2 separate regions of the Ovis aries genome follow, and region 1 is linked to region 2. The links are chromatin contacts, called in public Hi-C maps. All regions are on one chromosome and are shown on one strand. Each heading gives the region's core, a stretch centred on a gene start, on an enhancer-like site or on the middle of the called end of the contact. The rest is flanking DNA. Distances are from core to core; before and after follow the strand shown. Region 1 holds the start of S100A10 (S100 calcium binding protein A10). Region 2 has its middle 43 kb from the start of THEM4.

Evidence for each region. A called contact is a pair of places that touch in the nucleus more often than the background predicts.
Region 1: a Hi-C map of liver shows a contact between it and region 2, with 4 times the contacts expected there. The contact joins the promoter of S100A10 here to the enhancer-like site in region 2. A contact is called at or near these places in 13 of 16 Hi-C or Micro-C datasets (blood, hypothalamus, liver and 7 more).

What each region holds. Positions count from the first base shown.
Region 1 is chr1:101,965,793-101,970,464 of ARS-UI_Ramb_v3.0, reverse strand. It overlaps S100A10 (S100 calcium binding protein A10), which reads left to right and starts at 1,446. Exons shown (of 3, transcript XM_015092248.3): 1 at 1,446-1,497. It overlaps LOC105613037 (a long non-coding RNA gene), which reads right to left and starts at 2,053. Exons shown (of 4, transcript XR_006060717.2): 1 at 1,770-2,053.
Region 2 is chr1:101,914,944-101,919,562 of ARS-UI_Ramb_v3.0, reverse strand. No RefSeq gene overlaps it. Among named protein-coding and RNA genes, the nearest start is that of THEM4, 43 kb to the right of the region's middle. Within about 2 kb of position 3,137, at least 8 of the 54 cell types and tissues checked have an H3K27ac peak or open chromatin away from gene starts, as enhancers often do. A contact at or near this core is called in tail adipose tissue, where this site is marked.

The DNA.
Region 1 (4,672 bases), core at 197-2,696, 53 kb before region 2:
TCAGTCATGTCCGACTCTTAGCGACCCCATGGACTGCAGCCTTCCAGGCTCCTCCGTCCATGGGATTTTCCAGGCAAGAGTACTGGTGTGGGGTGCCATCGCCTTCTTTCAGTACATACACTAAGCATTCCTAAACATTGCAAATCAAGTGAAGGAATCAAGGAGTGCATAGTATAGGAACTCAGGTGTTCTCATTCTAAATCCAGTTGCATCTTTCCTGGAACTAAAGGGACCGAGAATTTTCTCCACTCTTGACTGTAGCCAACAGCCTAGGAAGAGCTTAGGAAGCCTATGGGAAGGCTGCAGAACTGCCCCCTTGAACGTTCAGCACCAGGGTTGAGGAACTCAGTGGAGTGAGAACTGAAATCCGAGTTTTCCTGGCAAGAGCTCAGATTAGTCACATGGAGGCATTTGGAGGATTCCCCAAGACTGCTCATTCCTCAGGGATCACTCACTCCTCCCAGGACCTCCCCTGGGAACAAAGGAAAACCCAAGACTTGGGACTGGGCCCTTTTCCACCAACAGCTGCTAGTAGTTTGCATTTAACCCTGAACCACAATTAAAATAAATGTTGGGGGTGGGGGAGTGGATAGCACCAGCTAGGAAACCCTTAGGTTTTCTCTAAATTACTTCCGAAGTGCTTTGAGGACCAAACAGGCCAATTTCAGGGGAAAAAAAAAAAAGGAAAAAAAGGAGATTCTTAAACAGGTTTTAATCATGTCAACTACAGCCGAAACTGAACGCCAGACCAACTGCCACGCACGCTAAGAGGGGTCAATTTCCAGTTCAACGAAAGGTTCTTAATGCCCTGGAGCTAAAAAGCCAAACAGCACCACCACCCCCTTCACTGCGGCGGGTAGTGAACTCGCCTTCTCCGAGAACAACCCTTAGGCGGGGCGGCGGGTGAGGGGGAGACCCCCCGCAGGCCTTGGACCCCCCCCCTCCCAATTTACCTCTTAGAGTCTAATCTGAAACCAAGTCTGAGGCCTTTGCGTCAGGTGCCCCTCCCTACAATATCATGTAGAAAATAATTCCTAGACCTGTAGTTTACAGACGAGGAGCTTACAATCTGGTTCCGGGCCAGCGCGCCCCACCCGCAGAACGACTGGATTCTTTGATTTCCACACTTACTCGCTAAAAGCAAACCCTAGAGGAAGGGCACGAAAATATTCGAGAGCATTTGAGTAGGAAGAGTTGACAATATCTTTCTCTCTGGGGGCGGGTGGAGGCCTGGAGCGAGGCTACTCCGCATAGCGAGAGAAGGGTGTGTGCGCTGCGCCCGGGGTGTGAGTGTGGCGGGGCGGGGGGAGAGGGAGGCGGGCAGGAAGAGGAGGGAGGGGAAGAGGTGGGGTGAGCCGAGGCCCTGCCACCCGCCCAGGCTCCTCCTGCCTCCCCCCGCCCCCCACCCCCACGTACTAAGGCGCCCTGCCCGCGGCGCTGTGCTCACTGGCCGCGCGTCCCCGCCAGCCGAGCGTCCCCGCTGCGCCTCCCGCCAAGGTGAGTCCTGCCCGCCGGTCCCGGGCGGTCCCCGGCCCCACAGCCCGCGCCCGGGGAAATCCCCACGTCGGCGGCTCCCGCTGGCCAGGCGGTCTTCACCGGGCGTCCCAGGTGTGGGGGTGCGACGATGGTGGTGGTCCGGCGTCGGCTGGGCATGCGGGGGTATCCTCTCCCCGAGCTCTGGGCCACACCCCAGCTGGGCGAGCACCTCCCCTGTCCCTCCCCGGCGCGACCCCCCCAGACCCCCAGAGGAGGGAGCACTTGGCCTTTACCAGTACTTCGGTGTCGGTGCCCCGGGGTCTGCTCTGCGCTACCTTTCGGTATATCTTTGTTTACACCCCTCCTGCTTTTCGACTGGTCTCCGCAGTTACCCGAATCCCTGTTTCTGGCCCCCTGTCCTGGCCGGCTTGTTTCTTTGTGGGCTCCGGCTGCAGGCTGACTTCTGTCCAGATGTTCGTAGCCTCCTAGCTGGACGGCCCGTGCAGACTCGGAGAGGGCTGGCGGGTTCTCGCCCTAAAGGACACCCCTCTGTCCCTCTCCTCGAAGCTTCAAGGTTGGGCTTCCTGTTATTTGTCTGCTAGACGAGAAGTTTCTCTCTACCAGCGGAGGGAAGACGGCTCTATTTGTTTTCCTTATAAAACAGTTTTGCTGAGGGGGTAAGGGGAAGCCATCACCTTCGGCCACCACTGAAGTGGGTTTTGTACTGAAAGGGTTCCCTTCTTGCTATTTTAGTGGATCTATACAGAGATAGAGGAAGAGCAAGTTTAATGAAGGATCTAACACCCCAGATTAACCTGGCCCAGTAAAATGAACTGTTGGTACCTGGACACAATTTGAGCCTGGCAAAGGACTGGTGCTTTGCCCCCAGACCTGAATACCGCACTCTCCAGCCTCGGGCGGTCTCCACCTAACTGAAACCCGGAATCTGCCTTGTTGGGCGAGGGTGGAGGGGCCAGCAGAGCAGCTAGCCCTGTGCCAGGCACCACGGGGCCCTGGTCCAGACTCTGGAATACGTTAAGCCCACCCGCTTCCCTCCCTTGAGGTTTCTGCAGGGCGTGGTTAGCACAAAGGGCTCCCGGATTCTCCTAGTGGAAGCCTGTGACTCAGTTGTGAGACCATGTGGGTGTGGTCTGGATGGTTCCAGACTCTCTGCAGATGGTTCAGACAGAACACTCCCCTGAAGGAAAAGGGGAACTGTGCCATTTTAGAGGGCATTTTCCAAGAGGAAATGAGTCACACCCGGACAGGCCGGCCATCTGAAGGAGAGGTTTCTTGACTGAACTGTGGTTGAGGACAAGTTAGATTGGTAGGGTCATGGCGTTTCAGCTGCTGGGTTATGGGTCTGGATTCCCACTGGCAGGCTGCCTCAGCTTTATTTGGGAGGTAGTGCTTCCCATTGAGAGGTTTGCAGTTACTGCAGATTCTTTTTCCCCTACAGCATGAGTTTCAAACTGCAGCCGTGGACTTATATCCTGCCCTTCAGGTGAGGCCAGGCCCACGGAAACACCCTGTCAGTGATCTTTGCCTCCAGCATATTTCATCAAATTGCAAAAGGTGATGCCAGGCATTAGGGCAGGAATGAGTTCACAATTCATCTGAAATTTCTTCCTCAGCCCTGCCCGCACAGACTCCTGTCTGGTTTCTGTTTAATCATCTCTTCCAAGTGATGTATTCCTCCCTTGACAGCCAGAAGCTACTTTCTTCACTGTGGTCCTTGATCCACCATTTGGAGATTCTTATTTTGTTTCTTCAGATTCTCCTAATGGTCTTCTGGGCATAAAGCACTCTGATTTCTAGGCGATGCTCTTCCCCGGCTTTTCCTGTGTACAACATCAGATGGCCCCCTTGCCTCCCATGTCTGGCACCTGGCCAACCTCTCCAGCAGCTACTCTCCAGTGAGGTCAGGCCTTGGGCTGGGTGGAGCTGAAACTGAGTGCCTCTTTGCTTTCCACGGACAGCTCCAACCCTGTGACTTTTTTAGAGCACTACCCACTTGGTATGGCCTTGATCCAGTCCAGTCTTTTAAAGTTGAAGGAAACAATGGAATCCTTTCAGAGATATAAAGTATAGATTAGCACTCAGACTGCTAGGAAAGCTGATCTTTTTAGAGTCTTAAGGTTCTCATTTTTCTGAGACTCAACAATTTAGGAATCTCACATCGAAAGCAAAAAGAATGATTTTTAACGATTTTCAGCACTTCCTGGCCCTTTATTAAATAACTACCACCTAATCCAACAATGGATTTAATAGCTGTTGTCACAATGGCCGTTTGCCAGTTCTGGCTGATACCTGACAGCTCTTCATGGAGAATTGGATGTACTTTGTTAGGGTAGGAAGGCCTCAGAGTTCTTCCTATAGGATTGTATCTGGAACTCTTATTTTGCCGCTCATTTTCTTAATGGGAAAATTTTATGTTTGGTGAAAGGTGGGAGAGACAGCCTGGATTAGATCCATTGCCTCAACTCACTTTTGCTGAATTCCCTTTAGGGATCAAATTCAAGAATGCCTTTGGGGTTCAATTCCCGATCCCACTCCCCTTCCCTCACCCCCCTTTTTTTTCTTTTTAAAATCATCAAAAAGAAGGACACCTAAGACACGTTTTAGATAACATGTTTGTTTTTACTAACATTCTGCTAATTGTTTTTTGGGTGGGCTGTAAGAAAACTAGGGCATGGACAAGACACAGAAGAGATCAGACTTCTTGCTCTTTAGAAATCTCCTTTTTGAAATTATGGCCTGGATCTGGGCATGGGTCCATAGCAAACATTTGATATTGCTTAGGAGCAGACACTTTTCTAAGGAGGACCCCTACTTCCCTGCTACTCCCAGAAGGCTCAAAATTTATATTATTGTCAATTTCCTTCTTACTGATTCACTGAGCAGTCTCTGAAGGCAGGGTGCTGGCTTCTAAGACCCTGCTCCTGGAGCCCACAGTTTAGTGGAGAAAGACACAGAAGAACAGTTAACTAGATTTCAGGACATATTTTAAAATAGTATGACCTTAGCTGGTGAACTCCCCAAAGTCAAGCACCATGGGGGGTGGGGGCTGTGGAGAGGGGGCCCACACGAGCCTAGTCATGCAAAGTAGACACTCAGTGTAGGTACAGCAAAAATTGAATTCCCACCACTGTAGTTAAATTTGTAGAGCCCAGAAATTTTTTCTGAAGAGACAGTT
Region 2 (4,619 bases), core at 1,888-4,387:
CAGTCCATGGGGTTGCAAAGAGTCGAACACGACTGACTTTCTTTCTTTCTACAGTTCCTTTTGGAGAAGGAAACGGTAACCCACTCCAGTGTTCTTGCCTGGAGAATCCCATGGGCGGAAGGGCCTGGTGGGCTGCCATCTATGGGGTTGCAAGGAGTTGGACACGACTGAGCAACTAAAACAAAAAAACACACAAGAGCATTTAAGTGACGTCGCTCAGTCATGTCCGACTCTTTGCGGATCGACCCCGTGGACTGTAGCCCACCAGGCTCCTCCGTCCATGGGATTCTCCAGGCAAGAGTACTAGAGTGGGTTGCCATTTCCTTCTCCAGGGGATCTTCCGCACCCAGAGATTGAACCCAGGCCTCTCGCATTGCAGGCAGACACTTTAACCTCTGAGCCACCAGGACAGACCCCAAGAGCATTTAGGTTGAACCTAAACTCAAATGCCAACTGAGGATTAAATGGAGTCACTTTTTTTAGGCATTGAAGTAATTTAAGCATTCTGTCATTGTTGGCTAGCAGTTTTCGTAGACCTAATTCAGGTCATTAAAGGTAACGTGAAGTAACTATGGGCTTAATGCTTTACGCTGTGTCATAATGCAAAATGGCTATGCCACAGAAGCAAGGGCACTAACCTATTACTGTGAGACCTGTCCTGGGGAGGTCAGCAACCTGTGATTGCCAAAAATTCACCTCACCATTACAGTGCACACCCTACGGGGGACTGTCCGAGCTCATTACCCACCTCTGCAGTTGACTGCCTCTGAGACTGGGTAAGTTACTTTACTCTCTGTCCCTCAGTTTCATTACTCAAAATACGGGGATAGTAATAGCTCCTACCTTTTTAGGTGGTTCTGAGGATCAAGGACACTAACTCACACCAGGTTCTTCCTGGACACCCTGCCACACGTTTCAGTCTTAGATTTAAGAACTCTGTCATTCAGTTGAGCTTACTTATATCCATCTGAGCTCAGTCTGACCCCTGACATATGCTTTGTTTGGAAGGCCAGTTTGTCTGCTAACTGGGAGTGTGTGTGCATCGGCTCAGTCACTCAGTTGTGTCCAACTCTTTGCTATTCTATGGATGGTAGCCTGAGAGACGTCTCTGTTCATGGGATTCACCAGGCAAGAATATTGGAGCGGGCTGCTATGCCCTCCTCCAGGGGATCTTCCCAACCCAGGGATAGAACCCTCGTCTCCTGTGTCTTCTGCACTGCACATTTGCCATTGTGCAATCTGTGAAGCCTGTGAACTGGGAGGACACTGTATAAGAAGTGGTCTTTCAAATTTTATCAATTTGTCTCTCTTTTGCTCATGTTCAGTTTTTCTAAAGTATTCACAGCCAAAGGGGCCTCCCCAGAATATTGGAGCCCTAACAGGGCAATGCAAGAGCTGCAAGAATCCCTTGGTTGGGAAGATTCCCTGTAAAAGGAAATGGCAACCCACTCCAGTATACTTTCTGGGAAAAATCCCGTGGACAGAGGCTCTTGGCAGGCTACAGTCCATGGGGTCACAAAGAGTCGGAGACAGTTGAGCACACACATACATACATTAACAGGGCAAAGTCAAGCACAGTTTCTTTTTTAAATTCTGTAATTCTGATTACACTCCCAACCAAGCACCTAGATCAAATTCAAAGGGCAGTGGAGCAGGGCAAGAGCAGAGGGGGTCAGATGAATTTCAGAAAAACAAACCATAAAGCTTCTTTGCTGTGAATCCACTAATGCAAGGATGACCAGTTCTAAGGAATGGGACTCGATCCCCATTGTCTTAACTCACAATACCCTTCAGGGAGAGGGGTGGAAGCTGCCAACAACATTCCCACATTTCTTCAGAATTCCTACAAAGAATGGATCTAATGATAACGGTCTGAGGGACAGTGCGGGAGGGCATGGGTACTTGCTTACAGTTTCATTTACAATAGCAAATAGATTTGTTTTACTTAGTAGCATATTTACTTCTTTACTTGCAGGGCCACGTAGCAGGTACTCGTGAGAATGAGGGCCAGTGTCTCCCAAATTGTTCCTTGCTTACTGCCACTTGTCTTGTTTCCCACTCTATGCCAACGTGGCAAATTATTAATACATGAAGAATGTGCATCAATTATGCTTTAAGGGTATTTTGAGAATTTCCTATATTCCCACTCTCCCCTTCCCCACCAAGATCAATGAGACATGCTGGAATATTTCGAAACCAGGTTTTGTCTAGATGTATTCGAAAAGGGAAAACGCAGGCCATAGAAATGCTATTTGACCAGAGCCATTCTCCTGATTTTAAGAACTTCCTTTTGAATTTTCAGCTAAATACTGCAATATAACAGGCATGTCTCATCCGCTAGATTGACATGTTTCTCAAGAATGAGCCTAAAACTGCTGACTAGTAAGATTATGTATGCTCCAGTTCAGTTACAGGAGTTCTTGAGTGACGGGACTTACAGTAACTTCACCCTACTGGGCTTTTGCTTCCCAGCTCCTCTACACAGGAGGGGCTGGACACACAATGACTGTTACTGTTTCTAGGTATGGGTGCTGGGTAAGATGTTCTGCATGCCAGGTAGTGGCTAAGTCAAATGCCTTGGAGCTGGTAGATGACAAGACAGAGTCCCTGGAGTACATCCCCAACTCAGTTCTACTTTATTGCTGCTGTGTAGGAAAGGCAGGAGATTTTTAGACATTCCCACATTTTCACAAGAAGCCAGAAATTCAGAGCGTTGTACAAAATCTCCTGAATTTTAAAGGTGGCAAATTACTAAAATGTTTTAAAAGGACAGCATGGATGACCAAGTAGGTAATTCACAACCTCTAACCATAGAAGACACCCTGGAACATTTGCACCTGACCGTTAAAGATTTGGTGACCTTGGAGCACTCATGATATTATTTTAGTGACCTATATTATTATTTGCTTGGGAACCTAAAGGCTTGGCTATTACATATCCATTATCTCATTTCATCTCCACAATAACACTGATTTAGGGACTAGTACTATTTCCATCCCCAGATGAGAAAACAGTCTTAAAGAGTTTGAGTAACTTACCCAAGGTCCCAAAGCAAGTCCACCTTGGGGATTTGTCACAGGGCAGTCATGCCCTCCAGCATGGGGCTCTACTGGCACCTCGGGCCTAAAGTCCTGGAACTCCACTGAGCCCACTCTCAGACTAGGGGTATTACTACATTCAAATCCTATGTGGTAGGATGTTGACTACTCCAAATACAAAATTTATTTAATTCTTCTCCTTTAGTGAAAGAGTGTTACAGTTTTGCAGTGTTATAGTTTTGCCAATAAATATCTAAAACTAGTCATTCAAAAAGCTACTGTGAAACAATTTCAGGCCATGCATTCAAATGTCTGAACTTGCAAAATTTGGCATACGGAGTGCTATGAGAGGCTGCCAAACACAAGAGAGGAATAAGAGGAAAGGTGAAGCATGGAGCACTACTGCATTTTTGTTTTCCCATGACAGTAGTGAGAACTAGAGACTGTAAAGGGGGAGGAAAAATCTGTGTGGAATTGCACAGAGCCAGTTTTCTTTTTTAAAAAAATTACTTATAACAGTAAATAGTTACCAAGCAACTGTAACCAAGTTACTACATCCATGGTGAAAATACAATACACACACACACACACACACACACACACACACACACACAATCTTTCCAGTGAATGGCCCCTGATTCATTTTCTCCAATCCTTACTATCATCACTCACAGATCTGCAGTAGCTTTGATATCATCATTCCTTCCAGTGAACCAGAGGGAAAGAAAAAGTGGTGTGACTGCGGTATGTGTGTGTGTGAGAGAGAGAGAGAGAGAAATGGAGCAAGACAGTTAGAAAGGGAGTCAAATATTTTGATCAGTTACCCCAGCAGCAGGCTTAGACACATTAGCTTAGGACCATCTGATAAATTTTAAGGAGATCGCTATTATTGGGGAGAAAGTAATTAAAGACTGAGCAGCCTCTGCCATAAAGCAGTGGGGTGCTGTGGTTACTCACAAGGGCTCTAGCACCAGACTGCCAGGTTTGGATTCCAATTTCTTTACTTACTAGCTAGGTTTTCTTTTCTTTTCTCTCTCTCTCTCTCTCTTTTTTTTTTTTTTTTTTTTTTTTGCCTTTTGGTCACGCCACAAGGCTTACGGGATCTTAGTTCTCCAACCAGGGATTATACCAGGTCCCTCAGCAGGGAAAGCATGGGGTCCTAACCTCTAGGCCACCAGGGAATTCCCTAGCTAGGTTTTCTTGAGTGCATTGCCTAAACTTGATAAGTTTTAGTTTCCTATCTATAAATTGGGTTTTTCTATAAATTGACTCTACATCATAGGGTTGTTGTGAGGATTAAACAAGTTTAAATAGATTAAAAATTTAGAACAGTGTTGGCGCATAATTAGAACTCAACAAATATCAACTTTAATGCTATCATCTCTCCCAGTGAAAAACACTGGTAACTCAAAAATGCTGACCACTGGTGTTTCTCAGCAAGGATGATGTCACCGCTAGTCTGGGAAATTCACAGGTGAGCTGTTCTGTTTTGTTAGGTTTTGGCTCGGTTGTCACAATGATTGGCAAGCACTGCCAACACTCAGTGGGTAGGGTTAAGGTTGGGGTTAGATACTAGATGTT